Regions from separate parts of the Xenopus laevis genome. Here region 2 is linked to region 1. Evidence: chromatin contacts called from public Hi-C data. All regions are on one chromosome and are shown on one strand. Each heading gives the region's core, a stretch centred on a gene start, on an enhancer-like site or on the middle of the called end of the contact. The rest is flanking DNA. Distances are from core to core; before and after follow the strand shown.

Evidence for each region. A called contact is a pair of places that touch in the nucleus more often than the background predicts.
Region 2: a Hi-C map of the XTC cell line shows a contact between it and region 1, with 3 times the contacts expected there. The contact joins the promoter of osr2.L here to the enhancer-like site in region 1. A contact is called at or near these places in 2 of 4 Hi-C or Micro-C datasets (the XL177 cell line and the XTC cell line).

What each region holds. Positions count from the first base shown.
Region 1 is chr6L:138,488,477-138,493,675 of Xenopus_laevis_v10.1, reverse strand. It overlaps vps13b.L (vacuolar protein sorting-associated protein 13B), which reads left to right. Exons shown (of 62, transcript XM_018268145.1): 58 at 1-135. Among protein-coding and RNA genes, the nearest start is that of LOC108719345, 19 kb to the right of the region's middle. Within about 2 kb of position 1,760, at least 1 of the 7 cell types and tissues checked has an H3K27ac peak or open chromatin away from gene starts, as enhancers often do.
Region 2 is chr6L:139,126,381-139,131,697 of Xenopus_laevis_v10.1, reverse strand. It overlaps osr2.L (odd-skipped related transciption factor 2 L homeolog), which reads left to right and starts at 1,364. Exons shown (of 4, transcript NM_001096884.1): 1 at 1,364-1,654.

The DNA of each region.
Region 1 (5,199 bases), core at 511-3,010:
TGGCGAGGAACATGGACAGACTGTCTCTAGACGAGGAACATTACAACCGTCAGGAAGAGTGGAGGAGGCAACTGCCTGACAACCTGGGGGAAGGTCTGAAACAGGGACTGTCCCGTCTGGGCCTCAGCCTCCTCGGTAATTTCACTTGTTTAAAGGAAACTCCTTTTTGGCACTAAAGCTTTAGATTTTGCCAAACCCCAGCAGATATCATTGCTGGGAGACTAAAAGGAATCCAGTGTATGACACAGCACCACTCACGCGGAGATTTACATTAAAAAGCCTTTATTTGAACATATGGCTTCTGATTCGGAACGTTTCAGGCCTAATCACGGCCCTTTATCAAGCTGGGTAGGTTGATAGGGAGAATGAAAGGTTCAGCAATGGGCCTCAGACAAGTGCTGGTTTCAAACCTTTGCCGTTAGCAGGGTGTACATGAGCAGGACTTGTCCCAGAATGTAGTTCCCTTCTGGGGCCAGGCTGAATGCAGGTTTAATATATTTATGATCCTGGTAATCTGGAAAGGAAACCCCAATCAAGGAACAGTAAGGGGATTGTGTCCTTCAATACGGACCTACAAGCAGGCTCTATGCATAGTTACATAGTTACATAGTTAACAAATCCATCAAGTTCAACCCCTCCAAATGAAAATCCAGCATACACCACAGTATACTGGGCAACTCGTATAGAACAGCACAGTGGTACAAGGGTTAGGACTGTTGCCCCCAGCATTAGGCATTCAGAGCAGTATCTGCAAGGAGTTTGTATGTTCTCCCCATGTCTGCGCGGGTTTCTCCAGGTTTTCCTGTTTCCACCCAAAACTTAGAGGCTGCTTGATTAGATCCTGATAAAACTGACCTAAAGAACATTATGTTTTAAATGAGAACTAAAACGTAACTAATAGAAATGTTGTACATTATGTTTTGGGCTTCTGTACCAGCCCAAGGCAACCAGAGCCCTTTAGCAGTAAAGATATGTGTCCCCAAAGATGCCCCAGTAGCTCCCCATGTTCTTTTCTGCTGATTCACTGCACATGCTCTGTGCTGTTGTCACTTACTGAGCTTAGGGACCCACTCACAATATACAGTACACATAGAATAGAAATGTCACAATATAAGGCTGATTAGTAATTAATACAGATAATTGCTACATGGCAGCACAGAAACCAGTGCAATTAGCATCAGAATTTAATAATCAGCCCTGTAGTATCAGCTTTTATTAGAGGCCAACCTCATTTTCTGCTTGATAATTTGCGACGACCCCTAAGCTTAGCTTCTCAACAGCTGCTCAGAGCCCACTGAGCATGTGAGTGTCACAGAGACTTTCCAAGATGGTGACCCCCTGTGATAAGGTTGAAGACCTGGATCATTGCTGCTATTGACAAGCTGAAACTTTACACTGATTCAAAAAATTCAGTGTATAAAATATGGCATTTTTGGCCATATTCATTTTTAGGGTTTAGTTCTCCTTTAAGTTCCAGCTGCAGAATATGTCAATGCCACATAAAAAACAGATAATACTGAAATAAATAGGAAGCCTAATTTCTTACTGTTGGGGCCAACAGCCCCTAAACCAGTGAATCTTTTATGGGACTCATAATGGATCCCCTTGCTGTTTAGCTGTTGATCTGATACTAAGCCAACTCTCCAGGCTCAATGTGGGTCACTAAGAAAGGGTTACAGAAGGAGCAGTGCCTTAAACAGTGCAAGTTACTGTGTTAGCTAAAAGGTCTTTAATTTAACTGTGTGTTGGAGCCTCGCCAAGGTGGAAAGAACACTGCTCAGCATCAGCCGGGCCCCGTGCAGGTTGTTCTAGGTAAGTCGGTCCCTGACCCCTTTGTGGTATTTTCATAGAAGCGCTCGGATGTTTGTCCACCACTAAAAGCTGCAGCTGCTCTAACCACACAAGTCTGAGTCACTTTGCCCTGGAGCTCATTACCAAATGAGGATCCTCGGCTGAGTTTACATGACATTTGCTCTCCGCTCAAGTGGTTTTCAAACACAAACAAGCTTCCCTGCAGCCCTCCTATCTGTACTAGGGGACGGCTAATCAGTTCTCTTTGGTTTGTTCTGCAGGGAACCGTGGCATAAACATTTACATGGCCCATGTCTTTCACTGACAGTCTGAGGCTACGTGTGCCCAGTACCCAGTTATTTGTACCCACCGGCTGCCAGGAAAGGAGCACTTTGTTATGCAGGAACATAGAGAAACTTTGCTTTACCCTTTAAATCCCAGCATGCACTCCCTCGCTCTCATGGAAATGGATGAGGCTCAGTCAGAGGGAATGTTTATTGGTTAATAAGGTCAATTTTATGGATTTTAGTTTCTGGGATCTTACAACAAGATTGTTTCTACCTTGTACTCAGGCTGTCTCAATACATGTGGGTAGGCTCAATGAATTATTTCAATGTTATAAACTACATATCCCAGGACATGGTACAGTCCAAACACAGCTAGAGAGTGGCAAGCTGAAGATAGACTATGGACTGGTGTCCCCCATCAGTGCACTGACATTTTTACTAGCACATAATTAGGTGGTCCTATCTGTGACAGAAACAGAGAGGTTTAAAGAAAAACTAAAGCCTAACTAAAGAAGTAGCTAGAAATGTTGTACATTATGTTTTGGGCTGTTGCCCCCAGCATTAGGCTACTAGGCCTGATTCCATTCAGAGCAGTATCTGCTGGGAGTTTGTATGTTATCCCCATGTCTGCACGGGTTTCTCCAGGTTCTCCTGTTTCAAGGCTGCTTGATTAGATCCTGATAAAACTGACCTAAGGGACCTTGTGTTTTAAAGAAGAACTACAACTTAACTAAAGAAGTAGCTAGAAATGCTGTACATTATGTTGTTATGGGGCTTCTGTACCATCCCAAGGCAACACAGTCCTTTAGCAGTAAAGATCTGTGTCTCCAAAGATGCCCCAGTAGCTCCCCATCTTCTTTTCTGCTGATTCACTGCACAAGCTCTGTGCTGCTGTCACTTACTGAGCTTAGGGACCCACTCACAATATACAGTACACATAGAATAGAAATGTCACAATAAAAGGCTGATTAGTAATTAATACAGATAATTACTACATGGCAGCACAGAAACCAGTGCAATTAGCATCAGAATTTAATAATCAGCCCTGTAGCATCAGCTTATATTACAGACAAACCTCATTTTCTGCTGGATAATTAGTGGCGACCCCTAAGCTTAGCTTCTCAACAGCTGCTCAGAGCCCACTGAGCATGTGATTGTCACAGACACTTTCCAAGATGGTGACCCCCTGTGACAAGTCTGAAGTCCTGGATCATTGCTGCTATTGACAAGCTGAAACTTTAGGCTGGTGCAATAAGTTCATTATATAAAATATGACCTTTTTAGCTATATTCATTTATAGGGTTTAGTTCTCCTTTAAGTGCATAGTCTGACAAGCTGTATGTATAATGTTAATGTAAGACTTGGAACATAAGAGCCACCATAGACATTCCATTGCCAGGGAGAAGGCTCTGAGCAGATACATAGAGTTTCTTCATCTCTGGTACATTTGCTCATTCAATTGGAGCCACAAGGTCCCCAGTGGAAGAGGGGCTAAGCTTATATGTGGGGTCTGAGCTTGTAGAAGTCAATTAAAGCCAATTTTTTTTTCATTTTGTGTCCAATAAGTATTCATTATATCTTAGTTTGGCTCATGTACAGGGTACTGACTTCTTATTACAGGGAACAAGGAAATAATTGTAAAAAATATGAATTATTTGATTACTATGGAGTCTATGGGGAGACGACCTTCCTGTAATTTGGAGCTTTCTGGATAAAGGGTTTCCAGATAACAGATCCCGTACCTGTATTTGTTTTTCTGGGATTTACTTCCCTTTAATGTATGTGCTCCCTTACATTACTAGGGATACAGTTTCATACAGTTCATTTCTGTAGATTCATTTCCAAGATCTTTTTCATTAATGCTCCGGTATGGAGGCGCATGCAGAACAATAACCCCCCGACCGAGACTGCAAAGCCATCTGAGTGGTGCCGCGTTGAGTGACGAGAGAGAAGAGGTCATGGGAACAATCTCCGCTTCAGCCATCTTTATGGCGTCCCGCATATTTCAAAGCACTTACTCCAAAACAAATAAAAGCTGCAGATTCCCCAATGATGCCTGTGTGCATTATGCACCAGGAGAACTATGTTCTTGTTATTGGAGATAGTAGGCAGGAGAGCGGCACTGACAGCTTTTTGAATGTCACCTCCCCGTACAAAAGCCCCTCTAAATCTCCCCAGCCCAGATATCTAAAGGGGGAAACTGTAGAAGACATGAAAAAGCAACATCATAAAAACAAGATGGAACGGCCGAGGTCCCGGGATGAACGTACGGTTCTCTTATTCCCCACAAAGCAATGAAGTGTTTCAGAACCCAACGCAAGGCGATCGGATTTCACAAGCTGTATTAGTATTTAAACAAGGCGAGAGTGCAAAGCCAAAATAAAATTAGAAAAAGATCACATATTGGCTGGAAGCGGTTACTCTTCTCTAATTCAGGCCCCGGGGCTTACAGAAGGATGAAAAATGCTAATTCCACCACTGCAAGACGGTTCCCAGCATCTGTTTAGTTCCACACATAGACTAGAAACCAGGCGCAGTCACTGTAACTTGCTCCAAGCAGTCTAATTACATGATGGCTGTCTTTAGATATTCCTAGGAGTAGGATTCTGGAGTCTCAGGGTGGGACTGGACTGCCAGGTGACCAGGGAATCTCCCATTGGATGAAAAATGTCATCAGCTCTGAATAATAATGATACCATTTAGCACATTGAAGTACAGGTATGGGATCTGTTATCTAGAAAGCCGTTATCCAGAAGCCGTTATCCTAGAAAGGTCGTCTTCCATTGGCTCCGATATAATCAACTTACTCTTTAAAAATGATTTCCTTTTTCTCTGTAATAATAAAACAGTTTGGATCAAGTACAATGTACTAAGATATAATTAATCCTTACTGGAGACCAAACAATCCTATTAGCTTTAATTAATGTTAAAATGATTTTTTAGTAGACAATATATGGAGATCCAAATTACAGAAAGACCACTTATCCGGAAAACCCCAGCTTCCGAACATTCTGGATAACAGATCCCATACCTGTATGTAATGGTGCATAGAGTGGGCCCTAGATGTCAGGCTGCCCTAGGAGGGGCTTTGCCTGTAGCAGTTTATAACACTTGGATCATG
Region 2 (5,317 bases), core at 115-2,614, 640 kb before region 1:
TTTTGTGTAGTCTCTGTACATAACAGTTACACAAATACACCCAATGACATCGCCGCAGCTTTTACTGGTAAACGAACTCAAACTATTAAAATTAATACGCGAATAATTAAAATTCGCGAGATTAAAATAGAAAAAAATACCTTTTTTTCATGATAAAAGTGTCAGAGGTTTTTTTTAACATCTTTAGTTAGTTTTTTTTTTTTTGACAAATGCTCGTGGGTTTTCCATTTACAAATATGACCTATGAAACCTCCATTCCTAAAGCCTTGATCAATCCACGAGCCCATAATTATGAATATATTTACGAGGCTGTAAAAAAAAAAATATCTTATTTACAAATACGAAATATTCGCCTGTGAAGCGTTTTCGTGGCTGTTTTTTATTTTGCGACCGCGTTTTGCTGTTTCGTGTGTTGGTGAATAAGAACAAATGAGTTACATGTAAATTATAATTTCCTACTTATTTTTACAAAGGCGAACAAACAATTTTCTGACACTTATATATAAATAGATAGATGACTATATATATATTAATTGACCTGCTAAAGACATAGATAGATATAAAAAAAACAAGCTGACTAATCCTGGGGAAACAAATGTTTTTAGTTTGATGCGGTTACAGTGGTTAAAATAGGAGATATTTCATTGCATTATCTGGGGAAAGACATTAACCCGTTGTATCTCTTTTTCGACTCATTTGTGACAGTTAGAGGCTGATTATTGATGGATTATACAGGAGTGTAGTCTCTAAATAATCCCTGCCCCCTCCTTATAAATAATATGTGAGAAATAATCCATAGGGGAAAGTGCAGCAATTAATCGCTTATATTGGGAGACACAATAAAAAGTGCAACAATGAATCTATAATTAGTCTCATTCATTAAAGAGGCAGAGTTGTTTGGCTTGTTACATATCTATGGAAAAAAATGAAGTTTATGAAATAAAAACTGCAGTTTCATAAAACAACCATCTCCTCCAGGTCTTCCCTCCTCCCAGGGTTTAATGAAGTATATTTTACGTTTATTTATAAAGAGCCTCGCCCAGGAAATATTCCTGGTGCAGAGCTTTTATTAATAGAAACACTATGGAGGTGGATTTTGGAAAGAAAAAGGGCACTTTAGGTAGAGCGGGGTGGAAAGGAGTATTTCCCCTTTAAATGCAGTTGCTAGCCAAACACAAGTAAACATTCAGCGCAGAGAAGAGGGAGCAGAGGATAAAGGGGAGTGGCTATGGCGAGTCAGAGGGAGGGGATAGACTGCTGCAACTGTAAAAACCTTCCCACCGGTGGGAGGGGCCGTCACAGTGGAAGGCGTGGCTAAAAGTGCAAGGCTCAGAGAGCTGAAATGTGATGGATCTCAGAGGCTGCTCTCAGAGTTGCACTAAACTTTGTAAGGGAAGAAGCAGGAGAGAGAGAGGGAAAGTGAGAGGCAAAGGGACAGAGCTGTAACCCTGCAGCGCCCAGGACTGACACCCAGTAAAGCTGAAGCCAGTACTCACCCCTACAGCATGAATCGTACCGGCCGGCCAAGACAAGGGAAGCTGTGCTGAGTCTCCATGGTGGGCCCATTGCTTGGATCTAATGAAAAGGAACAGAAATTGGGGGTCAGTTGTGGACATTTTGGATTAAACACGTCTCCTGTCATCAAACCCCTGTGGTAGGTTCCCCCAGATCCTTCCTTCATAATCGCAACTCTTCTACTGCGACTTTACTTTCACTGTCTGTCTGTCTGTGTGTATTAGTGTGTATTAGTGTATGTGTATATTAGTGTGTGTCTATAGTGCACAACAGCGTGTGTATTTGTTATGTGCAATGTACCTGTGTGTCACAGAGTGACCTGTGGAATCTGAACTTGTGTATGAGTGTGTAAGAGGGAGTGTGTGTTCCTGTGTGTGTGAGTGTGTGTGTGTTAGAGCAAACTGGTATTTACTGAAGAGTATAGGTGTGTGTGCTTTTGGTGTTTCATGGTGTGCATGTGTGTATTAGTGTGTCTCGTGTGTGTATTAGTGTGTATTAGTGTGTATATTACTGTGTGCATGTGTGTGTGTCTTCGTGTGTGTATTAATTTATGTATTAGTGTGTGTGTGTGCATGTGTGTGTATTACTGTATGTATTACTGTGTGTTAGTGTGTGTGTGTATTAGTGTGTGTGCATGTGTGTATATTACTGTCTGTGTGTGTATTACTGTGTGTGTATTAGTGTTATGTGGATTACTGTCTGTGTGTTAGTGTTTGTATTACTGTGTGTGTATTAGTGTTGTGTGTATTACTGTGTGTGCATGTGTGTGTGTTAGTGTGTGTGTATTAGTGTGCGTGTTAGTGTGTGTGTGTTAGTGTGTGTATTACTGCGTGTGTTAGTATGTGTATTACTGTGTGTATTACTGCGTGTGTTAGTGTGTGTATTACTGTGTGTGCATGTGTGTGTATTAGTGTGTGTTCATGTTTAGGCGAGTATATACGAGTGTGCGGTAAAAGTGCCGGTAAGTTTGCGTGCGGGTGTGAGTTAGTGAATACACACGTGTGATCAAGAACAGGGCATAGGGTGTAACAATAATCCTGATATAGTGAGTAAATCTGCTGAATATATAAGAGACGCACAGTCGGAATTCTGTTTTGTTACATGTGCGGGTTTCGCTTTACATAACAGGAGCTTTGCTGGACCCCAGATTCTTAATAGGAAACGATTCCGAAATCCTTTCCCACCCCGGCCTCAGTGGGCTGATGATATTCCATCTCTCTTCAGACAAGTATTTAGTTGCAGGGGATGTGCTTGTCGCTGCATGCGACGCAACTAGACGAGAGTAGCCGCGACTTCTTCATTATTTCCTCGCTCATCTGCCTGTGCTTTAGGGTCGGCTCTCAGCGGAGGGGGCACAAGTGCTAATATCCCATAACAAGTTTTTCCTGCACAATATGGATTAGATCTCAGTCTGTACTGAATACTCATTGTCTGAATGCAGCAGTCTATAGTAGGAGCGAGTAGTGGCAAATACAAGAGTGAATGGGACTGTGCAGACATATCGATAAAGATAATTTAATTTAATTAACTTGGGACTGCTGTTCATCTAGGGATCCTGTACAGTGCAAACAACATCTTCTGCACAGCCATATATTTATACAAAGGAGACTTTTATACATTTGCCAGTTTGGGTGCCAGACGCAACTGTCAGCCCCATCACACCTTCACCAGTCACCTGTCTGTTCTAACAAACCTAATTATCTTCATTTTCTACTTGTTTCTCTATCACAAACCATTAGAAATCATTTCTAAGGACAGGGGCAGAAATTAAGAATTTCTTGCAAATTATGTTAAAATAAGAATAAGGAAAAGCTTTGCCTTGGTCTGATAGGGTAGTAATTATGCCACAGGTAATTATTAAAATAAAAGAAAGGCAAATGGATTTACTAAGTTTCTATAATTGATTTAGTAATTGTCTGTGCTTATTTATTATTATTTATTATGTGTATTAAACTAGTACAATAACATTAGCCGACTAAATATTTTAATTGTATCTGATTTCGGAGAAATACTTTTAATTGTTGATCCAATATTTAATCCAAAATCCTAATATTTCATCCACTATTTAATTATAGTGCCAGGGTATCCAATTAATATTGTATTTATTGGGGATGAGATATTTGTAAATATTTTTAATTTGCTATAAATCTCTCCTATCTGCCCGATCGGAATACACAACAACATTATAAAACAAAGAACAAATACACCTACAAAAAAAAAAAAAAATAACAATATAATTAATTAGCAATATAATAATTACAGAATTGTTGGCGATAGTTGGACTCTAATGCAATTCGAAATCGTGGGATTTTAGCAGCATTATTTTGATATTTTAATATATTAATGTAGGCAAAACTTTAACTTTATTCTTCCATTACTGATTCCTACATAAATAAGACGAATAAAGGTAAAAGTTCTGTTAAAATCTGTTAGTTTTGTGTTGTCAGGGCTTAGTGTTATAGTAGTGATACACAGTCCTAGTGGTGTATGTGTATTGGGGGGTAGTAGTTGTGTACAGGTTATTGTGCTACTGATATACACACAACCTGTCTATTGTTTTTTTTTTTGTGTATACATTGCTAGTATTGTGTGTTGTGCAAGTGAGTATATTGGAATGAGATATAAAGGCTGGATATTATGCCAGACTAGTGTTGTATATGTGTGATGTACAGCCTGTGTATTGTGTTAGAGCGCTGTGGGGTGTTAGTGCACTCAGTATATATTTGAATAGTGTAGTCCAGCCTTATATTGCATGTGTTGTGGTGCAGTAGTGTATAAATGGGTTTAGTGTGTGTGTTGTGGTGTGAAGCCTATACATTGTGCAAGTGTGTATATTCTGTATCTATATATGGAGAATTCGTGCCCGTACCCCCACCCTCGGGTATAAAATCACCCTGACACCATACAGAACCCAGTACAAAAACATTATAAGGACATAAATCAATGTAAATCAAAGGGCATCTCCTTGCTGTGTTCACCGACTTATTTATACCAGTCTTTACAGCTGCCAAACCCAATGTGCCCAGGGCCAGCGAACTATAAATGCCAATATCCACTGGCCTCAATTCACAACTGTCACATAGGAGAGTGAATGTGGTTTATAGAATAATAATGAGAACCCCTGGGGTTCCGTCTCCTCCATTGACTAAACAGCAGTGAAACAACTCAATGGCCGAGCCTATGTGCCCATGTTAAGGTTAGAGATGTAATAAATACCTGCGACAGGGCTGCAATTTAATTGCGATTAAAGTGCAAGCTCTTTTACATGGATTTTCTAGTGTTAACGTGGAGTTCTGTGTTTTGGAGGCTGTGAACTCCTGTAAATTCGGGTCATTGGGAGGGAGTTACGTTGAAGTATCACAGGGGCAAATATATTATATTACCGGGGGAAGATTTATTTTAGGCACATGTATGCGATGGGTCGATAGACTGTATCACTGGCCTAGGAGAATTGTATCATTGGCAGGGGCATATTATATCACTGGGGTAGATAAATGGTGTCGCAGTGAGATAAGAACATTGTACAATTATTTGTATCACTGGGGCGGCTACATTGTATCATTGCGGGAAACTCACACTGTTACAGAAGCGTCTGCGGGAAATCCATTAGGGCAATCAGCTCAGTTAGCGGCGGGGTCAGCGCCCCAGGGATGGCAGCAGTTTGCCCGATGTGCAGATCAGCGAGGGGCCCTTCTGGGTGGGTTTTTCTAGTATTTGACCATCTGGAATGGATCTGGGTCTAAAGTGGATTTGTTTAGAACCTGCTGCAGTGCCGGGAAAGTGTTGCTTTTCTATCCTGTCG